2 separate regions of the Mus musculus genome follow, and region 2 is linked to region 1. The links are chromatin contacts, called in public Hi-C maps. All regions are on one chromosome and are shown on one strand. The core of a region is the stretch at or near the end of the contact, and the rest is flanking DNA. Distances in the headings are between cores, read along the strand shown. Region 1 overlaps Rtkn2 (rhotekin 2). Region 2 has its middle 15 kb from the start of Gm32748.

What was found. Hi-C and Micro-C count contacts between places; a contact is called where the count stands out from the background.
Region 2: a Hi-C map of myocytes shows a contact between it and region 1, with 2.3 times the contacts expected there. The contact joins two enhancer-like sites. A contact is called at or near these places in 4 of 484 Hi-C or Micro-C datasets (cortical neurons, embryonic stem cells, myocytes and 1 more).

Annotation. Positions count from the first base shown.
Region 1 is chr10:67,997,699-68,004,444 of GRCm38.p6, reverse strand. It overlaps Rtkn2 (rhotekin 2), which reads right to left. Exons shown (of 12, transcript NM_001359319.1): 4 at 2,468-2,521; 5 at 1,124-1,241. Among named protein-coding and RNA genes, the nearest start is that of Rtkn2, 22 kb to the right of the region's middle. Within about 2 kb of position 4,209, at least 2 of the 459 cell types and tissues checked have an H3K27ac peak or open chromatin away from gene starts, as enhancers often do. A contact at or near this core is called in myocytes, where this site is marked.
Region 2 is chr10:68,352,375-68,358,958 of GRCm38.p6, reverse strand. No RefSeq gene overlaps it. Among named protein-coding and RNA genes, the nearest start is that of Gm32748, 15 kb to the right of the region's middle. Within about 2 kb of position 5,023, at least 92 of the 459 cell types and tissues checked have an H3K27ac peak or open chromatin away from gene starts, as enhancers often do. A contact at or near this core is called in myocytes, where this site is marked.

The sequences.
Region 1 (6,746 bases), core at 2,960-5,459:
GTGAGTGGGATAATTTTGGCAGGGGGGAGAAAAAGTCCTTAGCAGCATTGGAAATAGAAGTAAAGAGAAAGAGATAATGAAGGAGATACACGTTAGCCTAAAAGTGTACAAGAACTTGAGACTAATCCCAAGGCAGGAGAGAACTAAATTCCACTGGCTTGAGTACAACTTGTAAAAAGGCTCGCGTTACTGCTGACAGCCCAGGGTAACTCGATGTTACATCTTACACAGTTACTCCAGGACGCGAGCTGCAGGAGCCACGGAACGCTGTCTGCCACGGTCCTGTCAGTGTGACGTGACCCCTCTGAAATCTAAAGTGCCACGGGCCGCGGCCAAGGGTATGCTGGTGATTGCCTGTGGGCAGTTGGGGCAGCTACGACCACTTGATCTAGAAATGGCATCTCAAGGGCTCCCCCTACCCCCAGAGACAAACCCCATGGGGAGATATGCCAACAAAGACTTTGAGAGAGAGGCCAAGGGCCAGGGGAAAAAAAAACCTCATGTTCGTTAAAAATGATGTCCATGGCTACCCAAGGAAGCTGTTTTTGTCTCTCTGTAGGATGGGCCATAATAAAATGAGCCTGCCCATAAAAGAGCCCTTAAGATGGTCAAGCTGTTCTACACTGTTTGAGTACATGAGAGAAGCCCGCTATAAGAGAAAGAGCACCCCAAAATCCACCGTCAGAAGCACTTAAGAGAACGGTTCATAAGAAAGCTTTACCACCTCATTAGTTTTTGTACTGAATTTCCTGTGAAGGAAAAGAAAATCAGCTTTATGCCCAAATTTGCTGTATTACATCAAGCATCAAATGAAATTCTATCATACTCAGAGTTTGGGTAGGGACAGAAATATAAATATTTATAAGAAGTTTAGCAGAGCCATTGAGTCAACTGTCTGCTTGCTAAGTATTAATTATAAGATTTCTATTTTATTCTGGATCCAAAAAAGGGGGTAACTTTTAAACATTTTAAAGCTGCCGGTGCTTTGAAAAGAAGCCAAGGCCCACCAGGATGTAGGCCATCAGAATTTAAAAGACAGTAATTAGGCTTTCTTCACTGATAAGAAAAAAAAAAAAAGAGGCAGAAGTTCAGATTTCACCCTCTGAGGATTAAGGCTACTTACAAGATGGTGACATTTTCGAAACATATATCTGTGACTGTCTGGTCCACAATCACCATGTCCGTGTCAAACACCTGAGCTCCCATCCTGAATAAGCAAAAGATGGCGAAGCGCTGTGTGCCTAGAGGAGAGACAGCAGACAGCGGCAGGAGCCGTCACAAGCAGGACAATCATACCTGTGTGAGTGAGACACTCGGAGGTCACTCACTCCCTCACCCCACTCAAGCCCAACCTCAAACCAAGGAACATCAGAAAATAAACACGGGGCCCCTCGGCGGTGTCCCAAAGAGATCCCTGCAGCCAAATCTGATCACTTAGCAAACTTTATGCCTCTCGGTCAATTTAGCGCCACACATATAAATGACTCCATTTGATGTCCAAGTTTTGATGTCCAAGAAAAGATGACTTGTAAGGTGTATCAACAGCCACCAAACAATAAGTAAGGGAAAAAAAGGATGTGAAAACCCCAACGCCCAAATGGCAGGCATGGATACAAACAACAGCAGCTAGACCCTCCAATCTGGTGACGTTCTTAAAAATGCCAGGTGATTAAAGGGCTAAATCCTCATTACTGAGAAAACGCAGCTCTTTAGGAAAGTTTATTCTCTGCAGTAATCTCGAAGATTGACTCAAATCCCACAAGCATTCCTTGGTGAAGTGAATTATACGTCTTAATTGAAAAACAAACACTAACCTGATTTAAATTCTTCATGTAAAACTAATTATGCCCGATACCATTTGGCTTTTGGAATATGGACAAAGCCATCAAGGTAAACAAGGCAAATGAAGGGGCTGCTGGGTCACCCGGCTCTGCCTTGAACAGCTAGGGCACATTTGAGGTTAATGTCCGTGATCCAAGAGATACATGGACTTGTGAAGACTGTGTGTAGCCAATGAAACAGAGAAGGAGGGGGAGGGGGAGGAGGAGAAAATCACAGCAATCTAAAAATCTTTCATTACACCCTCTTAAACGATCTAGCAAAGCAAAGCTCAGACCTCCTGAGTCATACATAATAAGAGAAAAAAAGAAATTTCACGTCTACTGACTCACCCCATGCCTCTTTGGGGTGTGGGGGCTCTACCTTTCTACCCATCTCTCCACTCTGAGCCCCCACACAAGTTCCCATCGCTGATGACTCCCCTTCATTGGTATGCATATCTTAGTCTGAATCAGGGAACTGATGTGCGGTCCCCCAAGTCAGAAATCGACAGTTTGCTGACAGGATGCTTATAGCCAAATGGCACCAATGTGTCTCCGAACCAAAGAGTTCTGACCTCAGAAATCACAAATGCGTGTCCTAAGCACTCGAGGAAACATTTCCAAATACAAATTAAAGCTATACGTACATTCTTTATTACTGAAGTGATCGGAGTCTTTCCACATTAATGGTATTCGGATATCTATAAAGAAGGCAAAAAAAAAAAAAGAAAGAAAGAAAAGAAAAAGAAACAATTATTTTGATAATTTTTGTTTCACCCACGATGTGAACCTCTGAGCTCCATGACAGACTGGGCCCACCAAAAACAAAAAGAAATATACACAGCAATTTCCTAATTATTGTTTAGAGATGATTTTTAAAAATATTTATTTTTATGCAGATGGGTGTTTCTCCTGCATGCATGTCTCTGCACCACTTGCAGGACCGATGCCCATGAAGGCCAGAAGAGGGCGCTGTATCCAATGGCTCTGTGATATAGGTCGTTCCGAGCCATATGTAGATGCTGGGAACCCAACTCAGGTCCTGTGGAAATTGGTACACACTCTCAGCCACTGAGCCATCTCTCCAGCTCTGGCGGTGTGTGTGTGTTAGAAGTTATTAAATATGTGTGAAATTTGCAAGTATCTGAAGTGAGAATACATTCTTCTAAATATTATCTTAGCTTTACGTATATGTCACGCTGACTTCCTTATTGGCTGTGCCCTTCTGAGGCCATCCATGCTTGTTCCTGGGCCAAACACTTCATGTGTGGAACTGAATCAGTTATCAACTGACACCTTCTGACGCCTGCTGCGCTGGGTTGTTGTCTTTTGGAGGCATGTGACTGTCACTGGTTCTTTTTAAGAATGTTTTTAATTTTGGTCAAAATTCCCTCTCAAATGTTTTACTATGCAAAACAACTTAGGAATGTGTTTTATTATATATATATATATATATATATATATATATATATATATACACACACACACACACACACATACATATATACTCACACACACACATATGTGAAGAGAGAGAGAGAGAGAGAGAGAGAGAGAGAGAGAGAGAGAGAGAGAGAGAGAGAGAGAGAGACTTTGTGTCTCCCTGTGTGCAGAGATCAGAGGCGACTTGTGGAAGTCATGGGCCTCAGGAGGACTGAGGTCATGAGGGTTGGTAGCAAGCACCTTTATCTGTTGAGCGCCCTCACTGGCCCAGGGAACTAATAACTTTTTAATATTTCATCTTCACATTACAGATTTACCCTTACCATTTGCTCTCACCCTGGCTTTCTGTTTGTTTGAGGGCTAGAAGTCAGGCCCAGGGGCTGGGAAGAACCCTCCCACGGAGCTTCGCCTCCTGCTCCTGCTCGTGTATTTTAATTAAGGTTATTTCTTATATATTTAATGCTTGGGGGGGGGGGCTGCTGCTTTACTGTAAGTGACACTTTTTCCACTGTCATCCCTAGCAAGTCATTGCTGGTTTGAAGAAAAACTACCGCCTTTTATTTATTTCTCCTAAATCCGGTCGGGATCTATTGAATGCTTTAATTCCAGCGTCTCAGTCCCTCCCCTGAGGTCATCTCCATCTGCCATTCGTTAGCCTCCAAAGTATCCAATCTGCCTGTTCCATTTTTTCAATAGCTTTGTTTTCCAGCCATTATGTTAGCTACAATTCCAAACCAGTCCTAACTTATGTTGACCATAATAAGACCCCGGTATTTTACCCGTGACTTTAATACGGATGTCTTCATTGTGTTTGAATTATAACCCGGCTAATGGCCTGTCCAAACTCACTTCTTGCTGGACCACAGTGGCCGCCTCCTAGCTCCTTTCATTCCACAGTGGCCAGTGCGTCTCACTCGCAGCTGTCCTGGCTGTGGTGGCGAAGCTCTAACTGTTCACGCGCTCATGGGAGGACACTGACCCAGGCCTCCCCACAGCTTGGGTTCCATCCTGCTCTTCCCCATACCTCGCCTCGACTCCATGTAAGGGGATCTTTCTCATCTGTGTCCCTGTTGGCTGTGCAGTCTTCAGACAGCAAAGGATCCAACATCGAATGACAGAAATACCTTCTACATTCTGGCAGATGATCAGCTGGGTTTCAGCTTACAGTGGTCCACCTTTGTCTTTTTTTTTTTTTTTAATGTCTCTGCTGGCATTTTATGGCAAACTAAGACAGCCTCAACAGCATTGTAGCTGGCCTGATGTGTACTAGGGACTGGACTGGGGCGATGGCTTGGAGGCCATCTTGCTGCACAGCCACAGTTTGGATCGCAAAACCCATGTGCATGTCCGGTGGCTGTGGCCGACACCTCAGGGGGTCCCCAAAGAAAGTTGGCTCTAGAGACTTAAGCATCACCAGGGACCTGTGGGTGTGACTGACAGGCCCTGCATCAAAATGAGTAGTGTGGACATCAGGACTGGGATGCCACAACCTCCGGAAGCCTAGCATGTGCACAGGCACTTACACACATCCACACACATGCAAACACGCACGTACACATATGAAAAGAAAGAAAGATGGAAAAACCCACAAAAAACTGAAACCGCTGACCGTTTGTGGGTAACCAGTTTGGTCTAGTCACTGAACTGGGAGGCGAAAACACACACCAGCCACCCCGCATCACCTGGTGCGGGAAGGATGGGATGGACCTGTTATTTGTATAGTTAGGAAGCTCTGGTCAGTGAAAACCTCAAAATCCAGGTCTGTCCTGTTTACAGCGCGATCTTAGAAACATTCTGAAACTGGGCTGCAAAAATGTCCAGTCAGCTGAAATCATGCTAATGATGCTAATGACACGGGTGTCCCATCTCCCGGGGGTTCACGCCTTAATTAGGCTTCAAATTGTCTTGGGGAGAAAAAAAAAAAGCTAACCTTGGCTTCTGTCCAAAGGTATCTGAGATCACGAAAAGTCATCCTTGACCTTAAATATTTTTGTTCAAGACTCTTCTAAACGTGGTGGCAGTAAACAAGCGGTCTCCACAGGACAACAGACAATGTTAAGTCACCGAACTCACTGACCAGGTCACCTACCCCATTCGCCTACAGAGTGGAACCTTATTAGAAGCAAGGGAAGAGGGCAATATTTTAGTGGTGGTGGGAAATCTCTGAAGTTCTCCAGCATTTACCTATGCATGTTAGGATGTATTTAGGCACAGTAGAGAGGAGTCTGCAAACGTCCTCTGTTCCACAGCTAAAAGGCCCAGGCAAAGCAGTGGGCCTCATGTCAGCCACAAGTACAAGACGGAGACCAGGACACAGGACACGCTGAGGGCACGTCAGCCACAAGTGGAAGGCTGATCGTGAACGCAAATAACCACAAAACAGGCAAAAGGATTTTATGAAGTTCATATAATTTTCTGAGGTGCTCCCCCTGCCCCCCCCCCCGACACACACACACACACACACACACACACACACACACACACTGAGGGCAATTTCTCCAATTTTGCCAGTGAGGTCAAATAAAACTCAGTACCATGGCTGTGAGCGATGGAGAGAGAGAATAGTCCCTCAGCAGGCCAGGGGACACAATAGCAGGCGCTCTACCTTGCTCTGGCCAGTGGGATACACCAGCTATTACTGGGGGTTCAGCTCAGGCCACAAGGCTGTTTGCAGGGTGTCGCGATGAGATATCTGCAAGCCAGCCATGCTAATCGTGTGGCATCTCCATGCCACTTCTTCCGGGGATGTGGATGGGGTGGGGGGCTGCCGTTTTAGAGAAATGAGACAGCCTAAGCGCCATCTAGTGGCAGGGGGTTGGTACGGAAGGGGTGGGGGGCTACCATTTTGGAGAAACTGAGACCGACAACCTAAGCGCCATCTAGTGGCAAGGTGCCTGCTCGCTCTGCTGACAGGAAATGCCACTCCAGCAGAGGCAAAGATGGGAGGGAATGGAGGAAATGAAACAATTGCACAACCCAATCAGGTGTCTCAATCAAGGCCTCTGTTGACAAGAGAAAGTGGGGGAAAAATCTGCCTAAATCACGTGGCTTGTGTAATGGAAGACAGAGCCAGGAAAAGAATTGGGCAGAATGGAAAACTTGGTGGGGCTGGGGCAGTTTGCATTTTACCGGCTGCAAGTGGCCAGTCATCTACCTGATATTCACTGAGCAACCATGAGGAGCCCAGCCCAGTGACAGTGGCCAAACATGGGCCAAACCACCATGGAACATGCAGCTTGAACCGCCTTTCCAAACGGAAATGACAGAGAGAGAACCCTTGTGGGTTTGCAGCCCAGCTCTCCAACGCTCAACAGCAAGCAAGTGACTTGAACACACCTTCCACTCACTCGAGTGCCTGAAGAGAAGACAAACCCACACAATGTGTGTAGCATGTGACAGAGTTTCCCCAATCCATGAAGTTCCATGCAATTGTAGACCATAATGATTAAATAGTTAGACTAAACATTGGATTGCTGGAAATAC
Region 2 (6,584 bases), core at 3,774-6,273, 350 kb before region 1:
GAAACAGAGCTGTCCTCGATAATGAGACTAGGTTGGCTCCTGTAATCATGTCCTCCAGAGAAAACTCCTTCCTCTGGCATGTGGCCTCTGAGACCTGGCTTGTCTGACTTCTTTCGCCTTCCAAGTCATAACCCTAAGCCCAAATCCCAGAAAAAAAGACAATTCTATGACTCAAGGAATTTTTCTCTTAAGAATGTTCTTCAAAACACTCAGTCACATCCAGGATAATTTATGGATTTATTAAATATATAAATAAGCAAGTATGGCAAACCGACATATGCAGGCTAGTTTTGTATCAACTTGGCACAAACTAGAGTTGGAAGAGGAAGAAGGAATCTCAATTGAGAAAGTGCCTTTGGAAGATCAGGCTGCAGGCAAGCCCCATAGGGCTTTTTTTTTTTTTTTAAATTAGTGATAGATGTGGGAGGGCCCAGGCCATTGTGTCATTGTGGGCGGGGCTACCTCTGGGCTAGTGGTTGTGGGTTCTATAAGAAACCAGGCTGAGCAAGCCATTAAGCAGCACCCCTCCTTGGCCTCTGCATCAGCTCCTGCTTCTGGGTTCCTGCTTTGTTTGAGTTCCTGTCCTGACTTCCTTTGATGACCACCAGTGATGTGGAAGGTAACCCTTTTTCTCCCAAGTTGCTTTGGACATGGTGCTCCATCCTACCAATGCTAACCCTGACTAAGACACTACAGGTGAAATACAAAGTTGATCAAACTGGGTGAAAATTTTGTAATAATCCATAGTGTAATGATGATGCCTGTTATAAAATAGCTACAAGGGATTTTGCTTATTTTTCTTGATTCTTTGGTCAAGTACATCTGAGAAGAGACAATACAATGTAGCACAAGATGATCATAAATGAGTTCAGCATTTGGGGATTTTTTTTTAAACACAGTTATTCTGGAGGGTAATGAGATGCAATAATGTTTCAAATGTTTATTTATTTATTGGATGGGGATGGGGGCACTATAGCCTTCTCTTGATAAATCTCTGTAGTCCATTCTCTACCACCTTCTTGTGGCATCCAAAGCTCCAGTTCCCATCTCTGGACCTTCGCCAAAGCTCCTCTACTCCAGATGCTAGCTCGCTTGTCCCCCTTAAAATGATCTTTTAAAAAAAAATACTTATTCCCATCTTTGGAATGCCATGTTTTGGGACCCACTGGCATCTGCTGTTACCCCTGACATCAAATGGAGGTAGCATAGTTCAACTTAAGCTCTTTAAGTACACAAGGGAACAGGCTGATGTCGTTTCTCTCTGTTTCCCTCTCACAGAGAGGAAATGAGTAACAATGGGAGAAAGCCATGTGTGTTCGTGGAGATCAGAACATTAAACTGGAGCATCAACCAGCTCTTCGCTGAGGAGTTCCAGGAAGAAGGTTCCCACAGAGTTGGCCTTCACCTACATGAAAGGCTTCCATTCTCTGGGTGATGGCTTCTCGCCTTCCAAGATGGCGACTCACGGTCGATGTGGAAGCCTAGTTCAGTGTTTGCTGAGGCTCCAGTATTCATGGATTCCATACAGAACTGAGGTTCCTTCCCTGTTGAGGCACAAGCTCTTACCAAAACAGTGAGAACACCAAGACTGTATTCTTTGGTCCCAGCAAGCCCCTATACACTTCCCCAGGCAAGGAGCCCTAAGGAAGGCAAGGCTTCAGTCAACCTTTCTGGAGACACAACCTTCTTTCCCAGGACCTTCAGCTCAGCTAAGTGGAGACACCTGGTGTCTGGTGTTGCAACTTCAAGAAGATCAAAGAGTCTGGGCTGAAAATCGGGCCTCTCATAAAAGCTGCCTCATTCAGGACAAGTTCCAAAGCAGCAATTCAAATAGCAGTCCCGTTCTACTCCAAGGAGGCTCACTTCCCTTCAATAGCGCCGCCGTCCACCGACAAGGTTTTCTCCATAACCCTGCCTCTTTTAACAGGAAAGAATCTAGCATAATCACAGGGCAGGAAGTATTTATTAGAAGCCAGGGAGAATAGGTCTCCCTTTCTGGCCTCTTCATTTTGTGGGGTGTTAAGTCATGGGGGGTGGGGAGCAGGGGGCGGGGGAGAGGCAGATATCTGCTTGGTATGATATCTGGTTGGTGATATTTATAAGTAGCCAGCCAGAGTAGCAAAGTTGCCCCACACACACATCCTGAAAAAAAAAAAAAAAATTTTTTTTTAGCCTAAACAAGGCCAAAGGAATATTAAAGTTTCACTAGGGAAGAAATATGGCCGCTGCCAGGAACTGACTAGTCATAAAACCCAAGGCATTCAGGCGTCCATCATCGCCTGCCTTTTAATGACTGAACTAAAAGAAGAGACATCAGTTTTCAAAATAAGGTTATAAAAATGCTGTGCACAGATGAGGCCTCCAAATATTTTGATAGTACCCGAACAAAATTGCATATATATACATATATATATATATATACATATATATATATATGTATATAATCATTGAGACAAATCACAAAACATATGTTGTTATGTTTTGCTCTAAAAACCATGAAGTTTACCCAGAACCCTATTATGGTAACTGCTTCACTTTTCATGCATTCCTAAATTACCATGTAATCTAAAACCTTGTTTTCAGCGGCCCTATATTGGAAAGTCCCTTCAAACTAAGCAGGATGATGGCAGGCTCGCTCACATTCAGAAAGAAACCTGCCTTTGCTGCTGAAAATGAAAGTGGGATTTATCAGATAGACTCCTTTAAAACAGTCACCACCTTAGTGACACACGGGGCCTGACGCATCCAGGAAATGCCGAGACCAGGAATTATGCTTTAAGCTCTCTGCATTTTCAAACACATGGATAGTTGGTGTAAAAATATATTCTTTTCCTGCAGGGACGTGACTGTAATTAGTGTGTGCCAAAACTCTCTCTCTCTCCCGGAGATTTCATTGTCTTATCTCTTTGCAGCATCTTAATGCGATTTTATTTTACTTTGTCAAAGTCCTATTAACATAAATGTGTTCTCCATAGCAAACAGTGTTCTTTTTTATGCAAAACAGGATTCAGCTGACTCTAATAAAACAGCTTGCAGTCTATTAGAGTACAACAGTAATGTGCTTATTTTGTTTGTCAAATCAAGACCGCCGTCAGAAGGCTCTAGACAAAGATTTGTCTTGTTTTCCAGAATAATTGCCAGGGTGGGGCTACGTTATGATCTGTAAATGAATAGTATCGCTTAGAACAAACACTTCATATATCTTTTATCTTCCCCTGCACACAGTTCTGAGTTTTTCTTTGAAATCTTTGCTCCACTTTTCCACATAAGTCATCAGAATGTTTCCAAAGAATTTTAACTGCCAGATTAATTATATCTTACAAACAAAGATAGATTGCTTACATTCTTTATTCAGAAACCCTGCCAGTATGGAGCAACTGGCAACAAATTAATCTCTTTTGCAACCCTACAAAATGTTTTGCTATGAAAAGGCCTGGAAGGTAAATGGATCCTTTAAAAAAAAAAAAATCAGGTTGCTCATTCTGAAAGGCTAATCCTAAGCACAGAACAGAGGAGTAAATGAATCTAGCTACTCCCTAACTTTGCTCTTCCTTTTCTTTCTTTCTTTTTGTTTTTTGTTTTCTTGGTTTTTTGTTTTGTTTTGTTTTGTTTTGTTTTGTTTTTGTGTGTGTGTGTGTGTGGTTTTTTTTGTCTTTTGTTTTTTCCTTCTTCTTAACAACTAGGTTACAGCCTTCTGTTAATGGATTCAGTTAATTAAGTATTGCTGTGACCTGGTGGCAATTTCTGAAATCCAGAGAATTTTTCCCTCTTTTAAGGTCTGCCTCCCCCACGGGGCCCCGGGTGTAATCTGTTTGCAGAGAGTCTATGTATGTCAGCCCTGCTTCCCTTAGAAGCTTCTAGAATGTTTTAATAAATTTATCAACCGAAAAAAAATATTACAAACATTTCATTTCCTTTGACTCAGGCACACCACACACACACACACACACACACACACACACACACACACACACCACTGCCTTCATTGCAAATTCTTGCCAGTATGAATCACCCTAAGTAATGTTTGCTTTAACTTTAGTGTGGTTCAACAAACAACCTTTATATGGCTGGACTTCAAAGGGAGGAGAAATGAAGGTTGGAAATATGATAGGCGTAATCTATTATTAGGCATGAAACACTAAACCACTTTTAGCTATAACTCTAAAACCTGCATAATCTTAGGTTTTTTAACATAATGTGTATTTATTGTGCCTTCACTCACACAAGCATTTATCTCCCCGTGTTTGTGAGAGAAATACTTTCCACTGTAGCGTGGGCCACTACTTGGCTTAATTTTTCCTAATATTTAATTTAGAAAGGGGAAAATGGTAATATTATAACAGGATTCTCATGTGTCCCAGCCAAAATACTTAGTGTTCCTCTTTGAGTAAAATTAATCTGTTACCAGTTCCCTGACCTGCAAGTCAGGTTTCAGTAAACTAGGCATCCAGGGAGGAGGGCAGAGGGAGGGGGTAAGCTAGGCTGGCTAGGGAGATAAGATCTCTTTCTTTGATTAAGGGGGGGTGGTGTTGGCGGGGGGGGGGGGGGGGGTGGGGGGGGGAGCTAAAAAAAAAAAAACCGAATGTCTCAACCCAGCCATGCCTCCCAATGGCAGAAAAATAAGCCAAAAGTGTATCCCAGCAGTAATGGTTGAAGACATTTATTAGCTCCGTCCATAACAACATTCACTGCAGGGAGAGCAATTGTTAAAAAATCTGTACTGCAATTATTTCTTTAATGATGGGGGGGGGGCGTCTCCAGCTCCTTATTTCTCTCCTTCTTCACCCTCCACAAACATTGGCACTTAAAAAAAAAAAAATCTAATGTTATGAAATAAGTCAGAGAGCTTGTAGCTCAAGAGAACCGGAGACAGCACTGGGAATGTATGCATGCGCAGAAACAAAAACACCGTCGGTAACATTTTGTTCTTGATTAAATTTGCGCTCCCTAATACAGTAGATTAAAAATAAGTCCAACTGTTAAACGCATTAGTGTTCAGCCGTGGTTCTGGTGCCAGAAAAACCGATACTGCTTCAGACCCAGCCTCTCTCCACTAGACTTGAGGAGCCAGGGGAAATCTGACCCCTCTGGAAACCCGAGCCCCAAAGTCCATCCATGACCCTGCAGTTTGGGGATTCCTTATTTTCGTCGGGTGATGAAATCTCAGAACCATCTTAATATTTTCTCACACTGGGTCAAAAACTCGGCGTCTCTCGGCGAGGCTGTAAGAAAATACGGGCTAGGAAAACGGAGGATGGATTGCTAATGGCTACAGTCAAGACACTCCAGAAGGAATATGAAATGAAGTTGTTCTTTGGTGTACAGGGAGTCGTGAAACTTACATCTTTTAAAAAGAGTTGTAAGCCATGACCTCACGCCAACCCCCCACACTCCTCCCACCCCCACCCCGAAGAATTTTAAGAGACTGGAAAGACCCACAGTTCAGAGTGGGTGCTCCTCCTTACAAGGCATCCAAATTTGGTTCTCAGCACCTACATCAGAAGGCTCACAACCGCGTGTAATTCCAGCTCCTGCACACCTGATGCCCTCTTCTGGATGTAAAGGCACCTGCCCTCACACATGCACACACCTCCACACACTCACCTCCACACACACAGCTACACACACACAGCACTAAAAATGAAATCTCTCTCTCTCTCTCTCTCTCTCTCTCTTTTTTTTTTTTTTTTTTTTTGGTTTTTCGAGACAGGGTTTCTCTGTGTAGCCCTGGCTGTCCTGGAACTCACTCTGTAAACCAGGCTGGCCTCAAAGTCAGAAATTCACCTGCCTCTGCCTCCGGAGTGCTGGGATTAAAGGTGTGCGCCACCACGCCCGGCTGAATAAATCTCTTTTATATATAAAAATAACTATTTAATGGGGCAGGATTTTGAAATGTGTCCTCAGAATTTTGGAGTGTGTGACACTCCGGAGATCATGGCTGACTTGTCTAGCCAATGGGGCTCTGTGAAGTTGGAAAGAGAGTCTGGCCAGATTCATGATGGGCCGGCCCAACCTTGCTGGACATGTAGAATGTACAAATTACCTTCCTCCCCGGTCTGTCCATTGTTGTGGAAGCCCATGACCCTTTGAATGTATTCAAAAAGAAAAAAAAAAAAAAATGGCTTCCAGAGAGACAGCTCAGCAATTAAGTTAAAAGAACTGCAGTTCATTTACATCAGGCCTCTTACAATCAGCTGTAACTCCAGCTCCAGGCGGACCTGCTACCTCTGGCCCCTATGGGTACCTGACTTTGTGTGTGTGTGTCCATGTGCTCACTCGCGCACATGCGTGTGCATGTGCATATATGTGTGTGGGGGGGTGTTCATGCACATGCATGCACAGATAAACAATTTAAAACTTTTTTATTTAAAAAACAAAACTAAACTAGTAGATTGAAAACTGATATGTTTCTCAGATAATTATATTAATATTCTTTATCTAAACTGTGCTATCCCTCCCTGTATTTTTTTCCTAGTATGTATCTTGGTAGTATCACAAATACCAGCTTTCCTGCCTCACTCCCTCTTCCCACAGATTCCCCCCACCCCCATCCCTGTTCCTCTGCTCTACCCCTGACATATTTT